Linked DNA regions of Mus musculus: region 2 is linked to region 1. Evidence: chromatin contacts called from public HiChIP or PLAC-seq data. All regions are on one chromosome and are shown on one strand. Each heading gives the region's core, a stretch centred on a gene start, on an enhancer-like site or on the middle of the called end of the contact. The rest is flanking DNA. Distances are from core to core; before and after follow the strand shown. Region 1 holds the start of Gdf9 (growth differentiation factor 9). Region 2 has its middle 13 kb from the start of Mir7671.

Region 1 (4,868 bases), core at 1,174-3,673:
CCACAGAAAGCAACACTCCTGCCGGCCGGGCGGGCGTGGTGGCACACGCCTTTAGTCCCAGCATGTGGGAGGCAGAGGCAGGTGGATTTCTGAGTTTGAGGCCAGCCTGGTCTACGGAGTGAGTTCCAGGACAGCCAGGACTACACAGAGAAATCCTGTCTTGAAAGAAACAAAAAAACAAAACAAAACAAAAAAAGCAACAAGCCAACTGAGAACATTTGTCTGCAGTGGTAATCACACGCTCTGAGATTGGGGACACATGGAGGCTATAAGGCCGCTGCAGTAAAGTGGGCTGGGGGCGGGGTAGAGTGGCTTTGAACAGCCACAACTGCCCTAGACAGTTACAATGGCTTGTATGAACTGGTGGCCAGCATATATGTGTGTCTCTGTTGGGGAGTTGGGGGGAGGCTGTTAATGGACACACTCTCTCAATGGAGCACAAATAGAGGTGGAAAGACAGCTTGTAGGAGCTGGCTCTTGTCAGACTTGGTGGAAGAAGCCTTCATTCACCGAGTTATCTCCAAAGCCCTGAGTGTTTTGTTTTCTTGTTTTGATTTTTTTAAACACAACTCTTCTTTCTTACTAAAAAGGTCCCCCATTGTTGGCAAACGCTTGGAGGTCTGGGATTTTGTTTGCTCATTTGTTATGGAGACAGAGACGGGGTCTTACTGTGTAGCCCTTGCTATCCTGGAACTCTAAACCCAGCTGGCCCTGAACTCAAAGAGCAAAGCCTGCTCCTGCCTCCTGAGGGTTAGAATTAAAGTCATGTGTCACTGCAACCCCACGTGAGTTTTGTTTTGTCTTGTTGGTACTGGAGGTCAAACTCCAGGCACCTGGTATATAAAACATAAATGGTACCACATCTCAGCCATATAGTTTTGGGTTTTTGCCTTTAAAAAAAAAAAAAAAAAAAAAGAGGGCTGGTGAGATGGCTCAGTGGGTTAGAGCACCCGACTGCTCTTCCGAAGGTCCAGAGTTCAAATCCCAGCAACCACATGGTGACTCACAACCATCCGTAACGAGATCTGACACCCTCTTCTGGTGTGTCTGAAGACAGCTACAGTGTACTTACATATAATAAATAAATAAATAAATAAAAAGAAAGAAAGAAAGATGTACTGTGCAGGTGGAGACAAACTTTCTTCTTCCAGGAAAGCAAACGAGGGGAAATGTTCCGGATCACACCCAATACTAAATCAAAAGCAGGCTTTAGGCACCATGCTAGGCCAACAACTTGGTAGAATAAAAGAGATGCTAACTGCCTCCAGAACTTTCTTTGGCCTTTCAGGACATTAGTCTCTTCTAGCCTTAACATATTGAGATGGCGTGGTGCTGTGTGCCTGGAATCCCAGCACTAGAGTGACTGAGCAGGAGAGTCACTGCAAGTTTGAGACAGTCTCAAAAAATAAAAAAAAATTTAAAAAAGGAAACTCGAACAAGATAAAATCTATTAGTTTCTTAACTAAAGATGCTGTAGGAAACAAATAAAACAGTGTTATCAATGCTATTGGCCAGGGATGTAGTAGCAGAGGGCGTAGCTAGCATATGTGAACCCCTTGCCCTCAATTTAATCCTTAGTACCACCACACCAAAACAAAAAAACAAAAAAAAAAAACTTTAAACTTTTTAAAAAGTGCTAACTTTAAAAGAAAAAGTTTGTTTCAGTTGGACACTGAGAATCATGCAAAATAGAATTCACAGGATGGTGAAAACCTGTGTGATTCCAGTACTTAAGGAGCCGAGGCAGAAGGATGCAGAGTTCTGAGTACAGACTGGGTAACAGGGGTAGATCCTGCCTCAAAACAAACCAAGGGACCCAAATCAAAGTGTGGCTCCTTCTGGTAACAGAATCGGTAAAGCCTCTGTCTTTTCTCCCAGCCCAGTTGAGCAACCTCCTCTTACCCACCTGTCACCTGGTTGCTGGGTGCCTGCTCTTGCTGGGCACAGGGACTGAAGAGCCGGACGGTATTGTAGAGGTGACTTCTGCTGGGTTTGGGAACCCCCTCTTTGGTAGCATACGTCTTATAGAGCTTTTTCATGTAGTAGAGTGCTCTGGAGTCAGGCTGCAGCTTAGGGGTCTCACCTCGCCTATCAGATAGAACCTTAAAGAGGGGGGGCAAGAGGCCAGACCTGTCAGTCCCATCTACAGGCAGCAGCAAGGACCAGGGGTCTGCCTCAGACTCCACATTTTCACTGGCTCCACTCTGGGATTCTTCAGTAGAAGCCTGAGAGCTAAGGCTACTAAGAAAACACAGCCAGGCAAAGCAGCAAACCCCCAACAGGAAGTTGCTGGGAAGTGCCATGACTTGGGAGAACTAAGAAGGAACGCATCTCCTCGTGCCAGTCTTCTTTCTAAAGGTCGGGGAGGCCCTGGCGTGGTCCTTAAATAAAATCTAGGTGTGGAAGACTGACTTCACTTCTGTAATCAGACCTCAAGCATGCCTAGCTGTACATTGTTTCTTATCAGCTCTACAGCAGTCAGCTGACAACACGGTTTTATCCAATTTGTTCTCATTAGATACAGATTTATCTACTTATTTGGCTTTCTTTCCCTGTTTCTCCTGGACATTTATTTCAAACCCACCAAGTATCGTCACCCTAGTGGACTACTTATATAGGTGAGAGCCCAACAGAAACCCAAGGAATTATAAAACAAAACCTCTTAGGGCTGGAGATGTGACTGCAGAAGTATTAGGTTTATTTTTTCCTCTTGATTCATCGTCTATCTCCACAGCTCCCACGTCCAGGTGGTTAGAATAACTGATGGCTTACTGCACAGTGAATCAGAGAAACAAAGTCACAATGGGTTCTGAAATTCCAGTGATGTTAGGCTGTTCAGCCTGTCCAGGTGGCTTAGTAGAGGGGTTGTAAAGTTGGCCCAAGACAACAGCTACTTGCAATGTGCTTTGAAAAAGGACATCAGGGCCCAGGTGTAGAGGTTCACGCCTTTAATCCCAGCATTCAGGAGACACAGGCAGGTGGATCTCTGTGGATTCAAGCCAGCCTGGTCTATATAGAGAGTTCTAGGACAGTCAGAGCTACATAATTTTGAGAGACCCCATCTCAAAATAAAAAGAGGACATCACCTTTAACTTTGAGCAATTAAAACATACAATGTCTTGGGGCCAGAAAGATGATGGATGACCTGGCAGTTAAGGGCACTGGTTGCTCTTCTTAGAACAACCATTTATAGCTCCACTTCCAGGGGAGCCAATGCCTTTCTCGGGCATCCTTAGGAATACAAAACACCCATTATAAAATGAAAATAAACAATTAAAAAAAAGCCACAATATCTAGCTGGAATGGCAAGATAGCAACTTGCCGCCAAGCCTAACGACCAAAAGTCATCCAGTCCTAAAGGCCTAACTTCAACCCCTGTGATCCACAGAGAAAAAGGGAGAAGAGACTTCTACAGCTCGTCTTCTGACCTACACCCCTAGCACTTACATACCAAATACATATTTTAAAATGTAGTGACAGTACAATATCCTGATGCCCTTGTTTTGGTCTACAATTCACTTGACTATACTTTGGTTGAAAAATCTTGAGACATCAGCAAATGCAATTAAATAGACATCGTATTTATTCTTTAACCAACCACCCAGATGGCAGAAATCAGGACAGTGTTTTAGTCCTTGATTAAAGTATTTGTGTCCCGGCCTTGGAGGTGAGATCAAGCTAGATAATGTTTAAGGAAAATGGGGGCAGGGTGGAGGTGGGGGGGAGAATGTGCAGGTGCACCATGAAAGGCTATCTAGCACCCCTTGGAAGGAGACTATCTCTTGGGAGAAAGTCAAAACACACTAATGACACAGGATAAAAAAAAAATCAGTTTGCCCAGCACCAGATAGATAAGGCTGAAGTACTCTTGCAAAACTGAAGCTCACCGCCAAACTGCCCCAGTTTGATTGCCAGATTATTTACAGCCAGTTAACCCATTTACAGCCACTGAGAGGAGGAGAAAGGGCGGTGAGTCCCACAGGATAATATTAGCTAGGAGAATGAATGCACTTTAGAGAAAACATAACAGTTCCTTAGAGAGTGGGGTCTGGGTTTGATGACACACTCAGCCCAAACCCACCACTTTCTCCTTGGCTCCCATCACCACTATGTGCGTCTGACAACTGCCACACTCGTTCGTGGCTGAACTGGGAGAAACGTTTATGTCACATCTTGGACAAGTCTACAGCCTGCCAGTGGCTTGCTAGGCAGTGTGTACCAAAGCTCTAGATCCGTGTCCTTAATTTTGTACTGTGGTCAGTGAAGGCCCTTTTGGTTATGAGGACCACATATACCTGGTGGAGAGTAAGGGACAGCAGAAGAACGAGGAGAACAAGTCTTTTTGTTTTTTCTTTTTAATTTTTGAGCAGCTGCCGGCTGTTATGCAAAGGCCTGGTACTGAGCGGAAAGGACCGCCTCTTGGAACACCCAGGTGCTCCTAAGCCACGCCCATCACCCTAATCCGCGCCCCATGCACCTATAGGCCCCGCCCCGTGCACCTCTCGACGGGGGACCTTACGGACGTATCCACCTAAGATCCCCAGGGTGGCTAATAAGCCCCGCCCACTTGCTTGGCACCCCTCCCACCAAGCCACCATTCCTCTTCAAGCCCCGCCCCTTGGCAACATCAACCTCTCCCGTGCGTTCACTACTTACCGTAAGCCCACAAGCACCTCTATAAGCCCCACCCACGTGTCGCTAGAAGCGCCTCTAAGCTCCGCCCAGCCCTCTTGGTACTGGTCCTTTCCGGCTACACGAAGGTCAGGCCACGCCCACTCAGGTCAACTGACAATTTTTTTTTTGAGTCTCCCCCTTGAGATCGAAAGAAAATGGTAGTTCCCGGAAATGACTTCACGTTCTCTAGGCTC
Region 2 (4,868 bases), core at 1,513-4,012, 320 kb before region 1:
GTGTATTGCTTGCTTGGCATGTCTGAAGCCCCAGATTGTTTGCCAGTACTGTATAAATTTACTATAGTGGTGGATATTTGTAATCCCAGTACTTGGGCAGTAGAAGCAGAAGGACCAGAAATTCAAGTTTATCTTTGGCTACATAATGAGTCTAAGGCCAGCCTGGGCCACATTAAATCCTGTCTCAAAGTGAACAGTAGAGCCATGTCAGATGGATGGATCAGTAGGTAAAGACATTTTCCACCCAAACTTGGCAACCTGGGTTTGACCCCAGGAACTCATGCAAAGGTGGAAGGAGAGAACTGACTGCATATAAGTGTCCTCCAACCTCCATTTGGACGTGTTGCACACACACACACTAATAGTTGTTGATGATGATGATGAATGACAGTTTACTAAGAGAACAATATGCAGAGATGCTCAATATGTAAGAATTCTGGCTGCTCTTGCAAAGGACTGAAGTTCAAGTCCCAGCACCCGTAACTCCATCTTCAGGGGATCTGAAGCTCTTTTCTGGCCTCCTTTGGAACCTGCACTTACATGCACACACACACACGTAAAAATAAACCTTTTTAAAAACACAGTTTAATTAAAAATAATAACAAAAACAAAAATGACACAAAGACTTAGAAAGGATACCATGTGCAGGAGGGAATCAGCACAGTGTGCTTTCTCTTTCTCTTTTAATATTTGTTTTTATTACTTTTAATTATGTATGTGTATATATCTATATATATATATATACATATATATGTATATGGTTTTGTATATAAGTATGTACACATGAGCACAAGTGCCCATGGAGGCCAAAGACACTAGATCCTCCTGGAGCTGGAGTTACAAGTGGTTGTGGCTACCTTACTTGGGTCCTCGGATCCCAACCCAGATCAAGAGCAGTATGTTCTCTTAACTGCTGAGCCATCTCTCCAGCCTGAGGTGTGCCCTTTAAGAAGCTCACTGACTGGGACTGGAGAGATGGCTCAGCGGTCATCTTATCATCACCAACTGCTCTTCTGAAGGTCCTGAGTTCAAATCCCAGCAACCACATGGTGGCTCACAACCATCCATAATGAGATCTGACACCCTCTTCTGGTGTCTCTGATGACAGCTACAGATATAATAATAAATAAATCTAGAAGAAGGAGAAGGAGAAGGAGAAGGAGAAGGAGAAGGAGAAGGAGAAGGAGGAGAAGGAGAAGGAGAAGAAGAAGAAGAAGAAGAAGAAGAAGAAGAAGAAGAAGAAGAAGAAGAAGAAGAAGAAGAAGAAAAAGCAGCCCACTGATTGCTGTGTGCAGGGTGGGCTACAATGGGGCCAGAGTAGGAGGGAATACAGGAGGGGTGAGCCAGGGTGGAGGGACAGCAGCGCAGACAGTAGGAAAGAATCCAGGAAATAATCCATGCAGGGCAGAGTGTGGCAGGGAAGCCAGACAGCTGACTCAGTTGTGGAAGCAACTATAGAATGGGAGAAAATATTTGTAAATGCATACTTACCACCAAAGTATTTGTGGCCAGAATACACGAAGAATGTCTGCAAAACAAAACATAGTGATTCCACTGGCAACTCAGCACATGGGAGGTAAAGGCAGGAGGATCAGGGCTTCAGAGTCATCTTCCATTTACACAATAAGTCAGGGGCCAGTCTGGGCTACATGATACCTTGTTTCAAAAAAAAAAATCAAAGTAGTCAACTTCATTAGTCACATGTCACACACCTTTAATTCCAGCACTTGGGAAGCAGAGATTGACTGCTCTGCATAGTGAGACTATGTCTCCAAAAAAATTTAAATACAATAAAGAATATATATATATATATTATATATATATATTATGTATATATGTGTGTGTGTATTTACATATATTTGCATGCAGGGGAGGGAAGGATCATATGAAATATATATGAAAATCCCATATGGAAGTCTATTACTTTGCTGTAAGGTAATTTACTTTATTTATTATCATTAGTGCATGCATGTTTGTGCATGATACTGTTAAGCTGACAGTCACTACCCACCAAAGTGGTACACCAATAATCCCAGCATTTGGGAGGTGATCACAGGAAGATCAGAAATTTAAGGGTTATCCTTTGCTACAATGCCAAACAAGTTTGTAGCCAGATTGGGCCACATGAGACTTTGTTGCAAACAAACAAACAAAAACTTCCAGAGGAAAATGACCATGTGTGACTAAGGGTCAAATGACTTCAGATTTGAAAGTGAGTCTCACTGTTAGAAGCAAGGAGAGATACATCTTTACATAGTGTGTGTGTGTGTGTGTGTGTGTGTGTGTGTGTGTGTACATTTGTGTCTATGTGTCCTTGTTAGTGTGTGTGAGCACATTTGTGTTTGGGTACAAGATAATCACTTGTTTTTTGTATGTACACACATGCCACAGCAGTCATGAGTGTGTAAGAGCACAGCGTGCAGGAGTCAGTTTCCTCCTCCCACCATGTGTATCCTGGGGTTTAAACTCAGGCTTGTCAGCAAGTGCTCTCCAAATCTTTAAACTGCCAAGGAAGAGCCGGATGGTGGCTGCGAATGCCTTCAGTTCTAGCACTCAGAGGCTGAGGCAGGTAGATCTCAGAGTTTGTGGCCAGCCTGGTCTACAGAGTGCATTTTAGGACAGCCAAGGCTACCCAGAGAAACCCTATCTTGATTTTAAAAAATAATAAAAATAAAAGAAAATTGTAGCCTCCCCCAGCCTTAAGCAGGCTGATTCAGACCTTGCTCACTGTGAATGAGACCACCTGGGGTGGAGCCTTCCCACCGAGATAGTTCTATTGTTCTGTCACCTGCTGCTGCTCTGCTCCAAGACAGCTGAGAGGCTGAACCTGTTTTCCTGAGATATTCCTGAGATAGCCCACAACCTGTGGAATTGGCGACCTAATGCCAACAGCTCTGACAGACTAAATGCTAACAACTTAGCAACAAAGCATCAAGAAGCCTGGTGTAGCAGGGGGTGGGCCTCCCCCTTTATAAGCACAGACTGCTAGTAAACATTGGGCCGTGATCAGAAAATTTGTCTTGGTCTCTTTACTCCTCTCACATTCCCTCCTTTACAGCTCTGGCCTCCCACTCAGGAACTCAGTTCATTTTCGGCTACAGAAAATAAAATCTGAGGTAAAAGCACCACAGAGCTGGGTTCTCTCCAGAACTTGAAGGCAATGGGGACTGGCAGCTGCAGGAGGGAGGGGCACCTCAGGCCGCCTCAGCTGGAGAGAAACTATGGTGGTTCCTTGGCAGCCGAAAGTTTTAAGCAGAAGGCAGATGTTAGACCTTTTTTTTTTTTTTTTTTTTTTTTTTTTAAATAAATAGATGTTAAAAATGAAATAAAGGAATTTTCATGATGAAAAAACAAAAATAACATTTTGGGGACCAGCAATGTAGCCTGGTGGTGGAGTGTTGCCCAGTGTGCACCGCTACTTGTCCTGGATCCGATCTTTAGCACTGCAAGCAAACAACAACAGGTTTTTGATGCTGTTGTCAATGTATGTGATGACAAGACGGGAGAAACGTCACCAAAGTACATCATAGACATGCATGAAGGTGCCGTAGCAAAACCCATTATGCCATACAGTTAATTTTGGTTTTTAGAGCAAGGGCATTGCATGCCTCTAATCCCAGCACTTGGAAGGCTGAGGCAGAGGGCTCACTGAAAGCTCAGGACCAGCCTGGACTACAAACATAGAGACCCTGTCTTAGAACTCTTCCCCCAGCCCCATCCCCACAGCCAAATATCCATCCCCAACCCAACAAGATGCTACGATAACAAGAGTGGGAGATGAGGAAACCTGAGGAAAAGGGAACCCTCATCACTGTGGGTGAGAATGTGAACCAGGGCAGCCAGCTGTGGACATAATGGAGGTTCCTCATTACTAAAAGTAGACTACCACGTGATTCGTGGGACCAGCCCTGTATGCACTGAAGGAACCCGAGTCAGCACACGGTGGGCCCATAGCGTGGCTCACAATGGCCAAGATATGGAGCCAGGCAAGATGTCCATCAGCAGACAAACCAGGAGAAAGAAAAGCAGTGCATACACACAAGACATGCTCTTGTCTCTCCTCACTCTGTAGCCCCGCTGACCTGGAATTCACTATGTACTCCAGGCTAGCCTTGAGTTTAGTATGGTAATCCTTCTTCCTTGGCCTCCTAAATGCTGGGATTACAGGTATAAACTGCAGGCCCAGCACAACAGTTTTGTTCTACCATAAAGAATTAAGTTTCCTAGCAGTCTGGAGGCAGAGACAGAGGGATCTTTGTGAGTTCAAGGCCAGCCTGGTTTACAGAGCAAGTTTCAGGACAGTCAGGGCTACGCAGAGAAACCCTGTCTCTAAAAACCAAACCAAACAAACAAACAAATAGAATTACGTTATCTCCAGGAAAATAGATGTAACCGAAGATCACCTTGTTAAGCAAAATAAGCCAGACGCAGACAAATGTTGCTTCCTCTCATTTGAGGAACCCAGGTTCAAACGTGCACACACACGAGCATGGAACAGAGCGTGAAGGAGGAAACCACAGATGGTGGTGGGAAAGGAAAGACAAAATGTTGGACTTTCTCTCAGCGGTAGATCTAACCTAACAGTTACACAAGGCTACTTATATATAACATACGATAAGACATGAGAGAGGAGGGAGGCTTGTGGTCAGAGGGGAAAGGACCAGCTGGAAAAGGGGGATTTGCACTGAAGGCTGGGGGGGGGTGGGTAAACAGGACTAAAACACAATGATTCATATGCCATGGCTGTGAAAACGTCATGACAAAATTCACTTGTTTATTTTATTGTCTTATTGAGCCAGGACCTCACTATGTAGTCCTGATTGGCCTGGAACTTGCTGTAGATATAGTCCAAGCCAACCAGGAACTCA

The links. HiChIP or PLAC-seq counts read pairs in DNA pulled down with a chosen protein or histone mark.
Region 2: an H3K27ac HiChIP or PLAC-seq map of epiblast stem cells shows a contact between it and region 1. The contact joins the enhancer-like site here to the promoter of Gdf9 in region 1. A contact is called at or near these places in 1 of 15 datasets of contacts at CTCF or cohesin (the NIH/3T3 cell line), 7 of 115 datasets of contacts at active chromatin or transcription factors (CD8 T cells, T-cell acute lymphoblastic leukemia, bone marrow-derived macrophages and 4 more) and 2 of 9 other capture datasets (adipose tissue and liver).

Annotation. Positions count from the first base shown.
Region 1 is chr11:53,430,841-53,435,708 of GRCm38.p6, reverse strand. It overlaps Gdf9 (growth differentiation factor 9), which reads right to left and starts at 2,423. Exons shown (of 2, transcript NM_008110.2): 1 at 1,907-2,423. The coding sequence starts at 2,303.
Region 2 is chr11:53,747,820-53,752,687 of GRCm38.p6, reverse strand. No RefSeq gene overlaps it. Among named protein-coding and RNA genes, the nearest start is that of Mir7671, 13 kb to the left of the region's middle. Within about 2 kb of position 2,762, at least 56 of the 459 cell types and tissues checked have an H3K27ac peak or open chromatin away from gene starts, as enhancers often do. A contact at or near this core is called in T-cell acute lymphoblastic leukemia, bone marrow-derived macrophages and epiblast stem cells, where this site is marked.